Linked DNA regions of Hordeum vulgare: region 2 is linked to region 1. A link is a contact called in public Hi-C data. All regions are on one chromosome and are shown on one strand. The core of a region is the stretch at or near the end of the contact, and the rest is flanking DNA. Distances in the headings are between cores, read along the strand shown. Region 1 holds the start of LOC123449273 (protein VAC14 homolog). Region 2 holds the start of LOC123449276 (probable inactive receptor kinase At1g48480).

Region 1 (6,392 bases), core at 2,949-5,448:
CGGCAAGTCTCTTTACTCGTTTCGTAATACAAGATCCCGCAACTTACACTAAGTTACATTGCTTGCAAGGCTTGTGTGTGATGTTGTATTACCGAGTGGGCCCCGAGATACCTCTCCGTCACACGGAGTGACAAATCCCAGTCTTGATCCATACTAACTCAACTCACACCTTCGGAGATACCTGTAGAGCATCTTTATAGTCACCCAGTTACGTTGCGACGTTTGATACACACAAAGCATTCCTCCGGTGTCAGTGAGTTATATGATCTCATGGTCATAGGAATAAATACTTGACACGCAGAGAAAACAGTAGCAACAAAATGACACGATCAACATGCTACGTCTATTAGTTTGGGTCTAGTCCATCACGTGATTCTCCCAATGACGTGATCCAGTTATCAAGCAACAACACCTTGTTCATAATCAGAAGACACTGACTATCATCGATCAACTGGCTAGCCAACTAGAGGCATGCTAGGGACGGTGTTTTGTCTATGTATCCACACATGTAAATGAGTCTTCATTCAATACAATTATAGCATGGATAATAAACTATTATCTTGATACAGGAATTATAATAATAACTATATTTATTATTGCCTCTAGGGCATAATTCCAACAGTAGGACCAATGTGTTTGCTCGTTTAAGTACTACTACCAATCTGAATGCTGCCAAATATGGAAGTGCACCTAATGATTGACAATTGCACAACTTGCAGTGTTATGTTTAGATCATATCACTCATGTTTTGGCAACTGCCACTGATCCAGTGCTATCATTTAAACATAACATTGCGTGTTTGGGAACTGTCACTCAGCAGTGACAGTTTCCCAAGTGCAAGTGCCACTGATTAGTGCCAGTTCCCAAAGATCATCCCACTGATCGTTTGCAACCGCAATAATTAGAGGCAGTTGCCAATGATTTGTTACTAACACAAGCCATCTTACCCGACAAGATCATGAAGATGGAGTGGGACGTAGCCGGTGAAGGAGCACATGTTGTGGTTGGCGCCGAGGGTGCCGAGGACCCGTTCCCCACAAACCGGTGGCTAAGAAGGGTGAACCTGACTGGCAGGGTCGCTGCCATGAGCCAACCACGTTCACGGGGACGATCTCTGAGGACCGACCATGATGAGGGGGCACGAGAGCCGTTGCGTTTCTACGTTTAGATCAATGCCATGGATGATCTTGCCATGCTCATCATCCCTCCAAAGTTCACGGAGGTGATGAAGTAGTGGTTGGTGGTCAAGCTCTTGCGCGTCGTCAGGCTGCCGACCAACAAGTGGTGCGAGTTCTGGATTCAGGCCAAGAACTTCCAAGGCCAAATGGTCCTTGACCGAGGCTGGGAGTACTTCTGCCGCCACCACATGATCGTCCATGCGACCTCCTGGTCCTATGGATCTCCGGGCTTGGCCTCAAGGTGTAGATATACAATCATGACAGCTCGATCGTATGCAGGGTGTGCTGCAACGGGCACAACTAGGTCAGCGACATTCCTCTCGTGCTCTAGAAGTCTTAAGTATGAACATGTTAGTAGTTTGTATTGATGACATGAAGTAGTGATGAGAACTTATTTTATTGCGACCAGGAGTAACACCCTGGTGTGAAGCAAGGGGCGTGGGATGCTCCTGCTATCTTAAACATTAACCTACACTAGTAGTATGGATGCTCATCAGTGCCTATTCATATGCTATTATGCTATTAATTAGGTAGTATGTTCCTATGTTCTGCATGATGTGTTTTGCTATAAATGTGATGGTAAGGCCACCACATTTTAAAGGGGTTAGCAGAACACCAACGTGCGTGTATCCAAACAACTATGGTGTGTATCTGCTGACCCCTGAAGCAAATATGCGTGCAACCAAACAGTTGACCCTAAAATGGGAACTAATGCAACGTGGGTGACCAAACAACATGTGAATGTTGTTTTTTGCCTGTTTTTGCTCAACCAGGCTGAACTCACACAAGTATGCAACGCATGCAATATTTGAGATGAAAACTAAACACGCCCAATAATGCGTGTGAGACTCTAGAATAAGCTAAAGAAGCACACTCAAATGTCACATTGCTTTCAACACATCCCTACAAGGACATGAATTGGGTCATGCCTTCTAGTCATGACTTTAACTATTATGTCCACGTGCTATAGAGAAATGTGTCCACAAATATGATATTAAACTAGAAGCAACAACAACACCTATAACATTGACATTTGTAAGCTTGTAGAGAGGAACGAAGGAAAATGCATCAACGGAGCAAAGTGTAAATGTGAAAACTCACTGCAAAGCACTGCCATTCAAAATTCAAGTCACAATACTTCCTTAGAGGATTGGAGGAAATACGCATCAACGGGGAAAATAAAAAGGGCAAAAACTCGTTGTAGAGAACCATCAGTCAAAACTCAAGTCATGTCACTTCACGAGACTCGACCTTACTTCAGTTGTTGTCAGGTGTCAAGATACATGCTACATGCATTACAATGAGAGGATTAAGTTTATATAGGTATGAACCAAACCAAGATGTAGATGGTCTTAATGGCCATCTTAGGTCGTGCCTCCGCGGCATCAACCTGTTTTTGCCAATGAAAATGTCCCATTACAACAATGGGAGTGCAATGCATCACTTACAATGTCCATCCGGTCCCAAATTTTATCATGGATCACACTCCACAGATGTAAAGATGGATGGACCAACGGAAACTCGCCCATTCCGATGCAACCGTATAGGAAAAGAAAAAAATGTAACCAATCTTATCATAAACTCGTTGGGCCATGACATAACAAATCAGGGATCATTAGCTGATTTTTGAATTCAAGGCAATACTTAGTAAACATCTTAGATATCATAATAATGAGCAGTATTATGGATTTCCAAAAAAAGATGTCAAAGTGTTTGATACTGAGGTGGCAAAGGGTGACGAGGAAGGACACCGTGTATCCATTATGTCTGCAACAGGTGATGGTATATCTCGTGTGTGGCGCAGGAAAAACCCCTCCCAAGCCGCCAACAACTAAAACATAAGAAACATGAAAAACCACGAGTTCTGAGCAGTGACATAATTTACAGTGCCAAATGCTGGCATGGTACTTTTGGCTTCAAAACGTTTACCATGAAAAGCGACAAACCTTGGCATCTTGGCACCATCATGTTGATTTGTTAGATAGCATGTGAAAGCTAAAAGCAAGAGATAAATGTTACAATGTTACGTGATGGCTAAAAAGCTATCTCTTTATCAATCGGGAGTGCCAAGAAAGCACAACGAAATATTATTATTGTGCTGAAAATGAAAGAAGTGTGACGAGGAAAGGCATCGGGGATAGCTATCATGCACGAGATTGGCGAGGACACGTCTAGACCCGCGACAACCCTGAGCCCCTCACAACCGTCAACAAACAAAATCTTAAGTAACACGAAGGAAAAACAACTCCATAAATAGTATCATGATTTACATTACTAAACTGACAAGATAATTTTGGTATAGTTTCATACGATACATGCAATCGAGGTTATTTACAGAATGGCTCGACAGATCACAACCTCACTTTGGTGGCATTGTGAGCCTGTGACACAAATATGTCGATTTATAAGATGACACATGTGAGAACTAAAAGCTGATTTGCAAGATAACGCATGTGAAAACAAAAAGCAAGAGATAAACGTTACAAAATGGCATGATTTGATGGCTAAAAAGCTGCACTACCTCTTTATTAACCGGAAGGATTACGTTTTTTTCCAGCCGCGATCTCCTCGGGCAACTGAAGATGTTCATAACCGGGAAAGAAATCAATTCACACGCCGCATGATCTCCCCACAAACTGACCGCTATCACGAACGGACCTGTTATTGGCCAGAAAGACGGACGATAACATGCCTTTTCCGTGGAAAGAGAAAGGCTGACACGACCGGGGGCCCTCCCTCGCCACACATACACCCAGTCCACCCGCGCCATCTCCCTGCCCCGTCACCCGCCACCTCACACGGCGTTCCTGGACCGAGGCCACCCAGCCGCCAGCACGCAATCCAGTTGCCGCACGAAGACAGCCAGTCCACGGCCTCGCGTGCGCCCTGGACCGAGCCCCCTGCACCGCCCCGACACCCGTCCCCACCTGGCAGGGTCGCCTCCACGCTGGACCCGCACCCACGGGAAACAGGCGCCGTTAATGGCCGCCACAACGGTAAACGTTACCCCTGGGAAGGGAAGGAGAAGAAGAGCGCCCCGATCCCCTCCCCCTCCACAGATCACACCACCACCGTCTCCGCCCCCAAATCCATTCCCAGGCTCGCGTTTCTGCTGCCGCGCGCGAGCTCGGGAGCTCGGGCTGGGCTTTAGGGCTCTACTAGGCCTCCGCGTCCCCGCGCCCCTCCGCCTCCCCGGGGTTAGGGTTACGCCGCGGTCGTCGGGGCCTGTGTGGCTGCGAGGCGCCGCGGGCCGATGCGGCGATCGCCGGCGATCGAGACGCTCTAGCGGAGGGGATCTGCTGCCAGGGTTTCTCCCGCGATGGCCGCCGACGCGCTCTCCATCATCCCGGGCGCCGTGCTGCGCAACCTCGCCGACAAGCTCTACGAGAAGCGGAAGAACGCTGCGCTCGAGGTGAGGGATTTCGATTGCTTTGGGAGACGGGGCGGGGCCTCGTTCGAGCAATCGCCCGGGATTTGTGGCTGATTTTTTTTGTTGTGGCCGTGGTGTGTTGGTGGTGTAGATTGAGGGGATCGTGAAGCAGCTGTCCACAGCGGGGGAGCACGACAAGATTGCGGCTGTGATCGGTCTGCTCACCAACGATTTCACATACTCCCCGCAGGCGAACCACCGGAAGGTTTGCTAGGATTTGCTATGACTCTTGTTTCTGCTGCTGCTGCTGGGCGATCAGATTTATTAACTTCTATGGTGTTTTGTTGTTAGCAGGGCGGATTGATTGGTCTCGCGGCAGTTACTGTAGGGCTCACCAGTGAGGCTGCTCAGCACCTTGAGGTTTGGCAATTGACCTTGTGACCAAATATATTTATTGAAATTCCATCTAGTTTGATCCAATTAATTTTGTGTAGAATTATTCTGTACCTCTGTGTCTTGAGACTTCTCTGCCTTGATTTTATGAAATGTCATATAAACCGCGAGAGCAATTGTGGGACTGGATTGCTATTGGTAGTACTGCAGTAGCCAGTTGGCTTATTGAGGTTCGGTAATGGTCATTGAAGACAATACCTGGCTTCACAGTCGCAGCTGCATTCATGTGATTAATCGTTAATTTTAGTAAAAATACTAGATGCAATGATGGTTTTTGACTCGTGTAGTTTTCATTGGCTATTTCTTTTCGTTTGCATGCTAATATCATAGTTCAAGTGTTGGGGCCCAGCCATTTATAGTAATAAGAAATATGGAAAGATGTTGTGTGTTCTCAGAAGAATATGGAAAGCTTTTGGGGCCCAGCCACTTAGGACTGGCTGGATGGGATTTTATGAAGTTCTTATTAGTGCTAATGTCATAAAATCGTTCAGCGTGTGGATTCACCATGGTTGCTGGGAGGGTCTGCCCCTTTTCCCTCTAGTATTCTTTTGTGGGGGTAATAGCATTTGACGTACTGGATATATTAGTTATATCTTTCTTTTGTTCATATTGCGAGCCACAGCATGCGAGAATCTTATGGAGGCACATTAGTGCAGTCTCCTGGAGTTGATAGGTTGGATTTGGAGGAAAGATGGGATACGGTAACAAAATTGTCACATGCCACTGGCCGATCCGTGACAAAATTGTCTTATTAGTTATTAATTTATGCATTCCATCAATGCCGTATACAGCATAAACTCTATTCTGTTACTTGCGCCACCCCCACCCCACCCCTCCCTTCTGTTCGTGCTGGTGCCTGGTCTGCTTGATAAATACGCTACTGTTGCTCTGTGTGTGCATCGTCGGGGATGGGGTAGCATTGTGATGTTTGTCAATTGTCCACAAGCTCAAAGGTGAAGCTTGGAATTAGTTTGCATAATATGGTTGCTGTCCTGTGATATTGCATGACAGTACAGCTCCTAAGTAACTTTGCTAGTATCCCTTTAAGCACCATGAAATTTTCTCTACAGAAAACAGTGTTCTTGTCTTTTGAATTATGTACCGATCTTACTGCATCTATCATGTTATACTATGGTTCTGGAAAGCAGGGCAGCTGGGGTTCATGTTTCAGCTGCGGGCACGAGATCTGAGCATGCATACCAGACATATGCCATATTTAACATACCAATTTGATCGAAACTTAATCTAATATAAGTATATGAGTTCTCTAAGTAACAAGATAGGCAATAGTTAACATTTAATACATCTTTCTCTGTCTTGATGTCTCAGTTTTATATACCAGATATATTCCTATAATCTTATGTGTGCTGTAATACATAGTATTCATCGGT
Region 2 (6,986 bases), core at 3,599-6,098, 450 kb after region 1:
GTAAGCATGTAACAATAGTACAGTACATTTGCAATTCAATTTTCGAACGGTTAGCGCTACTACGAAGTATAGAACTCGAGAACATTTGAAATGAAGGTCGAACAAGCATCAACGGAGACTCCAAGCTGAATTAACCGATCCAGGATGAGCGCAGGAGAATCTCACGAAGCATTTCCAGCAGGAGGTGGCCGAAGCCAAAACAAGAAAAAGGCATGGCCTTTAAGCTGTATGCCAGGAGGGAAGCGGCGCGCGGCGCTCCACTGCCCAGCCGAGCAGGCTGACGAGGCAAGGAAATCACAGGCCAGCATGCATGCCCGAGTATTATTACAGCTGGTTTGATTGACACGCGACAGCTGCTCTGTACCGTCGGTTCGCCGGCGTACAGCACTCGTACAAAACCGGGATGCAGAGAGAGAGAGAGAGAGGCGATCTGAATTTAGCCAGCCACGTCCACAAACAATGCATAGATGATGGTGTGTCTTGTTGTCGCACTGCTTGCTGAATTTGACAATCCCGTCAGCATCATCGAACTGCACACGTATAAACGCAATGCTACGTACGTGACCTCAGGGCCCGGGTCTCTCTCCGTCGCCGTGTTACTTGGAAAGCACTCCGATGTATCCTCCGACCAACCACACCAGGCCAGTAGCCGCAGCCGGGTTACATTCACTCACAGGCCGAGTGCTAGACGCCACAGGCAGAGCCATCGAGCGGGCGAGTGACGGGCAAAAGGAGGCTGATCACGGTAGGAAATGGCCAGCCCAACAACCATTAACAACCGAGGTCGATTAGACCAGGTGAAAGTGAGGGAGTGAGTTAGGCAAGCAATGCAATGCAATGCAGCAAAGCGTTGGCAGCGAAAGCCTAGCTACCGCAAATCACTTGGTGTTTTAAATAAGCAAGCAAGCAAACATCACAACAGCTGGTGGCATCCGTGGATCGTCCTTGGGTACAGTACACGCATCATCCATGTGTTACTTTCCAAGAATCAAAGCTTACAGTAGTGACCGACATGTGCTATAGAACAGAATCAAAGCCCGTGAGAAAAAAGAAGAAGAAAAAAGGGCCAAAAAGGAGAAGAAGAAAAGGAAAAAAGAAATGAAGACATGCACAAGTTGCTGATGAACGAGAGCCAAAAGGTAGCCGGGCAGGGGGGAGGGAGGAAGAAGCGAAAGAAGATCCATGCAAAGAACTAAGCAATTTCCTTTCCAGCTGATGAATTTTCCGCTCGCCGTGGAGGACGAATCTCGATCAATGCCGGTCGGTTATAAGGAAGGCTCGTCGCCGTCGGGCGCGGGGGCGGCGGCGGCGTCCGTGGTGGCATGCTGGGCGGAGGAGGCGGAGCGCCGGATCTCGTCGATGCGGGCGGCGGCGTCGGACATGTTGGGCCTCCGGTCGGGGTGCTGGGCGGAGCAGTCGATGGCGAGCTGGAGCAGCTGCACCATCTCCTCCTCCACGTTGTGGTACCTGAGGAGCTCCTGGTCGAACACCTCGGCGGTCCACTCCTCCCGGACGACGGACTGCACCCAGCGCGGCAGGTCGAGGCCCTCCTCGTTGACGACGGCGTGGGTGGGGGCCTTGCCGGTGAGCAGCTCCAGCAGCAGCACGCCGAAGCTGTAGACGTCGGCCTTCTGCGACACGCGCCGGATGTCGGTCACCTCCGGCGCGCGGTAGCCGGACACCCGTGTGGGGGAGAAGGAGGGACCGACGAGCGTGGGCAGGCCGTGGTCCGACACCCGGGCCTCGTAGCTCTTGGTGAGCAGCACGTTGGAGGACTTGATGTTGCCGTGCGACGCCGTCGGGCCCGTGGAGTGGATGTGCGCCACCCCGCGCGCCGTCGCCAGCGCGATCGCCGACCTCGCCTCCCAGTCCAGCGGCGTCAGCCCCGACGACCGGTTCCCTGCAAGCACACGACGACGGCATGAACATCAAAGTTAATCACAGTTACCGTGCGCATGTGGTTGTTTCTTTCCTTCTTTTTGGCTTCCGTTGGTTTTACGTTTCATGTGCATGAGCATGGCATGCCAGCCATGTGTTGTTATCTACTCCACTCCCGTCCGGGCTCATGAATGATCCACTTAAATCATGTGTGAACGCACAACGCCAGCCATTATTGGCGCGAGGAGGGGGAGGAATCCCGAGGATTGGAGCAGTGGCGCCTAACTAAATGTCACATGGACGCATATCAACTTCATCAACCACCCTGCCCCGGCCCAGCCCTTGCCCGCTCACATCACATGCGCAACTTGCCAAGGCAAATTTTACCACCACCAGGAATCAGTCCGCAACTAATAACTCCGCGTACGTGCTCGCACAGTTGCATCGTAGTACGCACTACTACTACGACTAGTAGCTTCTCTCGAGGGGGAGGATTTCAAAACGAGCCTCCATGGACCACGAGCTTGGCAAGGCAAGTTGGGGTCGTGCCAAGGGCAGTCATGGCTGTCACGTTGTTTGCCGCCTTAAACTAAACTAGTGGGTTAGATCCCACGCAACTCGGCTGGCAACGCTGAACCCGACAACCCTACTACTGTAGTCGTACATACTAGCGTACAAATTGCAGCAGTTCGAGCGTCTGCACGTAGTACTACTAGTGCTACACCGTGGCATGCCGGAGCTGGAGCTGGGCCGGGCAAGGCCATAAAGAAACCGGGCCGGGGACGCGGCGGGGGTAGGTCAGGCCGTGATGTGAGCCAGCGAATTGATCGTGTCCGAGGGAGTGGTTAAAAGGGGAAACGGAATGGATCGGGCGAAAGCGACCCGGCACCGCTCTCCCCGCGCCCTTGGTTGGACTTTTTTCGCGCCGGCGAAGGAATATCGCCAGCCTGTTCGGGTCGATCCACCGACACGACGGCCGCCCGGATAACGAACCGGCCCGGCGCGAAGCCACTGTAAATAAAGGTAGTAAAAAAAAGGAGCGAGTTGTTTTTTTTTCTTTGTTTCTTACCGTGGAGGAGGGCGGAGAGGCTGCCCATGGACATGTAGTCGTAGACGAGCAGCTTCTCGTCCTTGCTGAAGTAGTAGGCGCGGAGGGGCACCACCAGCTCGTGCTGCACGGCGCCGATGGCTGCGATGCGCTCGCGGAACTCCGGCTCGGGGAGGTCCACGTCCTTGAGCCGCTTCACGGCCACCGCCGCGCCGCTCTCCATCACCGCCTTGTACGCCGTCCCGAACGCGCCCTTGCCCAGCACCTCCGCCGACGCGCGCAGCAGGTCCTCCAGGTCGAACGGCGGGGCCGCAGCCATCGGACCGAAGTAGATCAGCTTCTTCGACCCGGCCGTCGAGCCTCCGGACTTGGCGGCCGCTGCGACGGCTGCCGGCACCGCTCCGGCGGCGGCGGCGGCGGCGGCGCCGCCGTGGACGCCGTTGCCGTTCTGCCCCTTGGGCTCCGCCGCGTCCAGCGGGCCCATGCCCAGGTCACGGCCCTTCTCCACCGCCGCGGTGGACCTCTGCGCGCTGCCGGACTTCTTCCGGCAGAGGAAGAAGAGCAGGGCGAGCAGCAGCAGCAAGCCGAACACGCACGCGATGGCAATGCCGGCGATGGCGCCGCCGGAGAGCTTCTTCTTGCCGCGGCCGACGTCAGCGGCCGCGCCGCCGCCGCCTGGCTGGGCCCCCGGCGATCCTGCCGGCGTCTCCGCGGTCTCGCCGGGGCAGAGGCCGAGCGGGCCGCCGCAGAGCCCGGTGCCGAGGAAGGAGTCCTTGGGCATCTTCCGGAGCTTGTGGGGGATGGAGCCGTTGAGCTTGTTGTAGGAGACGTTGAACTGCTCCAATGTGGGCAGGTCCAGCTTGGGGATCTCGCCGGAGAAGTCGTTGGCGTCGAGGATGAGGGAGCCGAGGCGGTTGAGCTTGTTGAAGTCGGGCGAGATCTCGCCGGAGAACTTGTTGTGGCCGATGTTGACCCTCACGAGGTTCCTGAGCGTGTAGAGCGACGCCGGGACCTCGCCGGAGAAGGCGTTGTGCTGGAAGTAGATGGCCCGGAGCTCGGTCATGCGGGAGACGTCGTCGGGGATGGGGCCCGTGAGCGCGTTCCAGCGGAGGGAGAGCGTGCGGAGCGCGGTGAGGTTGCCGAGCACGCCCGAGGGGAGCGCGCCGATGAGCCCGGCGCCGGGGAGGCGGAGCTCGACGACGCGGCCGTTCTCGCAGGCCACGCCCTGCCACTGGCACGTCTGCGTGCTGCTGTTCCACGACGGCAGCGCGGACCGGCCCACCGCCTTGCGCAGCGCCTCCAGCGCCTGCGCGTCCGTGTTGAGGTCGTCGGAGAGGTACGCCGGGAGCACCGACGCGAGCGCCAGCACCGCAAGGGCCAGCCTCGCCGGCCTCGGCATTGCCGCCATCGCCGGCGGCGTGGAGTAGGAGGAAGGCGGGCGGCGAGAGTCTCTTTACTTAGCTCGAGGAGAGCGCTGCCATGGCCATGGAGGAGAAGAAAAACAGACACTCTCTGTGTGGTGGTAGTACTGGCAGTAGTAGAAATAGAGTGGGCAGGGGGGAATCTTGAATTATAATGGAAGGTTTGGTTAGCCCAGCCAAGGAGCTGGAACGGACGGAGGGCCTGATTGGCACAACAATGGGCTCGCTTGATTGCTTTAATCATGGGTTGATTAACCGGGTGGAGCTTACTGGAGCCTAGTTGGAGAATTCCCACTTTCCTCTTTTTCTAATCCAAAGCTCAGAGAGAGGGGGTTAAGGAAAAGGCAGATTAGCAGCAGGTGGAGTCTTTTGAGGCCCGATGAAAGGCTGGACCAGGGACCAGCCTGACAAAAGACACGAGAAAAATAATACTACTCCTACTGCTGGCCCTGTAGTATATATAGTATATAACATATTTCCGTGATGAATGGATTGTTTAAGAAATCGTGAGCTAGACAGATGAACCGTGCTCGCTTTCACCGGGAATTCCATCGGGAGAAAATTCCTAACCACCGCGCTGCAGAATCTTTTGGAGTTGAGTGAATTCCAAGCTTCCAATCCAACCACGAGCAAAAGGTTTGTGGGTACTGCTGTTTACTGCTGCTGGCCAGTGGGAGTACCCGAGCATCGCATGTTATCCAGTTCACGGGCATTTATCGGCCAGTTCCCCGGCCAAGCTACACGGGCACGGTCTCGTGTTTAGCGTACGCACATTACTTGAATTTTCGGTAACACGTACAGTACGTACGTACCCAGTGCCCAAAAACGCAGCGGTAACTGTCAAAGGGAAAATTAACTCTTGGCTTGGCAGGTTCAGGATCGCAGGCCAGGCTTTTGGTTTCGGTCAAGGACTCGCCGGCTGAGCTGCATCATCACGCTCCAGGCGAGACGAGACTGCTCGAGAGAAAAGAATGGTGGCCAGTGGCCAACTTGTTGATGTCCCGGGAGAACAAGAGCGACGAGCTCTGGCAAATGATGATGATGGCATGGCCCAAGGAAGTGTGGCACCTCTTTTTTTTGGGGGGGTGCAATGATCGACGGTGCGTACGGTAGGTCTTTCCGGGCAGCAGGTATCGTATCGGGTACAACGAACTCTCTTGTTGTTCCATCGGTTGGAAATTTGCGAGATATGGGCTCCGCCCCGCCCACCAACTAGATTCTTTTGTCTACCCAAGCAAATGCAAATCGGTCCAGCCCAATCGTATACCCAAGCTTGCTGATGATGCATTGACCGACTGGCTAGGTAGGTTTTACTAGCGACTTCCGATTTCGTTTCTTCCATCTCCACCTTTCCTGTTCCCTCCTTCCAGGTTGGTTCAAGCCTTGAAGCTGAAACAATTTCAACATGGTGCTGTACTGATAATGACGCCTACAGGAGGAAGAACCCTACCGATTGCAATACATTCCATGGAACAGCGACGGCAGGGGTAAAAGACATGGAGGTGGAGACGATAATAACACGGATGTAGAGGAAGCCAGCAACCAAAGGGCGCGACAGTGATAGTTTTCAATGCCGTTGACAAAAGCAACTGCTTTCGAAATTGCGGAAGCTATGTAAATGAGATCAAGGAATATCGAATTTCAAAAAGGACAGCTAACGCTAGAGGATGATGCAGATGGTCACCTACTTACCATGCTGAACTGGTCGTGAAAAATGCTGGAACTTGTGTGCAGCCATGAGATAGAGGCAGTTCTTAAGACGCGGACTCTCTTTTTTTTTGTAAGGAAGATTTGTCCTGCCAGATGTGGCGACTGGAACTGGGCTGAAAGACCCTTATAATCAGCTGACAAACTCAAGCACGTGCCTTTTAATTCCACCAAAATCAACATAATTGCAGCACAAATTCAAAGATGGTGCTCTTGTTTATTTTCATATCGCAGACACAATACCATCAACTATGGCAGAGTCATTCAGCATTGCACCACTCCGGACGAATTAAATTCACATTGACACAATGCCAGCAACTATGGCGAAATGAAGTCAACCGAGGGCAAAATATTGCCGACACATAATGAGGCTCAGGCACCTCTCTGTGAAGAAGTTGACTGATCCTATACATGACAGCAGCTATGCTATTTCCAAAGAGTGGACCACCAGAATAGTTTTCCCACTTTGTCACAATCACAAACTTAAATCGACGAAATGAATCAGCAGATATATTGAAGCTTTTGATACAGCTACTTCTCTGGGTTGATTTTCCTCAACAACAAAAAAACTTCTCTGGATTGAGAGATGTGCCTCGTACTGATTCTGAAGCATGCTTGCATGATTGTCCAATATGCCTCATCGTCAGTGGCAAAAATTATCATGAGCCTGTTCTCTTGACTTGGCACTTATTATCTGAAAATGCAGAGGATGTCGGTGGAGAAATCATGCCACACTTTTTGTGTGTATGATATATGGGTCTTATTTTTCATAAAAAGAATCTTGCCTAAGGTGTGGTTAAAACCAAACACTCACCTAACTTGAGGTGTGGCTGTGTGACAAAGCGTGGCTAGAAACCAAACAGCTAAGAAGTGATGTATTTGATGACCCCTTTTTAGTCATTCATTGGCAGTAAAACCCAAGTGTTGACATA

Evidence for each region. Hi-C and Micro-C count contacts between places; a contact is called where the count stands out from the background.
Region 2: a Hi-C map of leaf shows a contact between it and region 1, with 4 times the contacts expected there. The contact joins the promoter of LOC123449276 here to the promoter of LOC123449273 in region 1. A contact is called at or near these places in 3 of 6 Hi-C or Micro-C datasets (all in leaf).

Annotation. Positions count from the first base shown.
Region 1 is chr4H:526,681,727-526,688,118 of MorexV3_pseudomolecules_assembly, forward strand. It overlaps LOC123449273 (protein VAC14 homolog), which reads left to right and starts at 4,199. Exons shown (of 20, transcript XM_045126423.1): 1 at 4,199-4,590; 2 at 4,700-4,813; 3 at 4,900-4,968. The coding sequence starts at 4,498.
Region 2 is chr4H:527,132,407-527,139,392 of MorexV3_pseudomolecules_assembly, forward strand. LOC123449276 (probable inactive receptor kinase At1g48480) reads right to left here and starts at 4,849. Exons shown (of 2, transcript XM_045126428.1): 1 at 2,948-4,849; 2 at 946-1,900. The coding sequence starts at 4,334. The coding sequence ends at 1,266.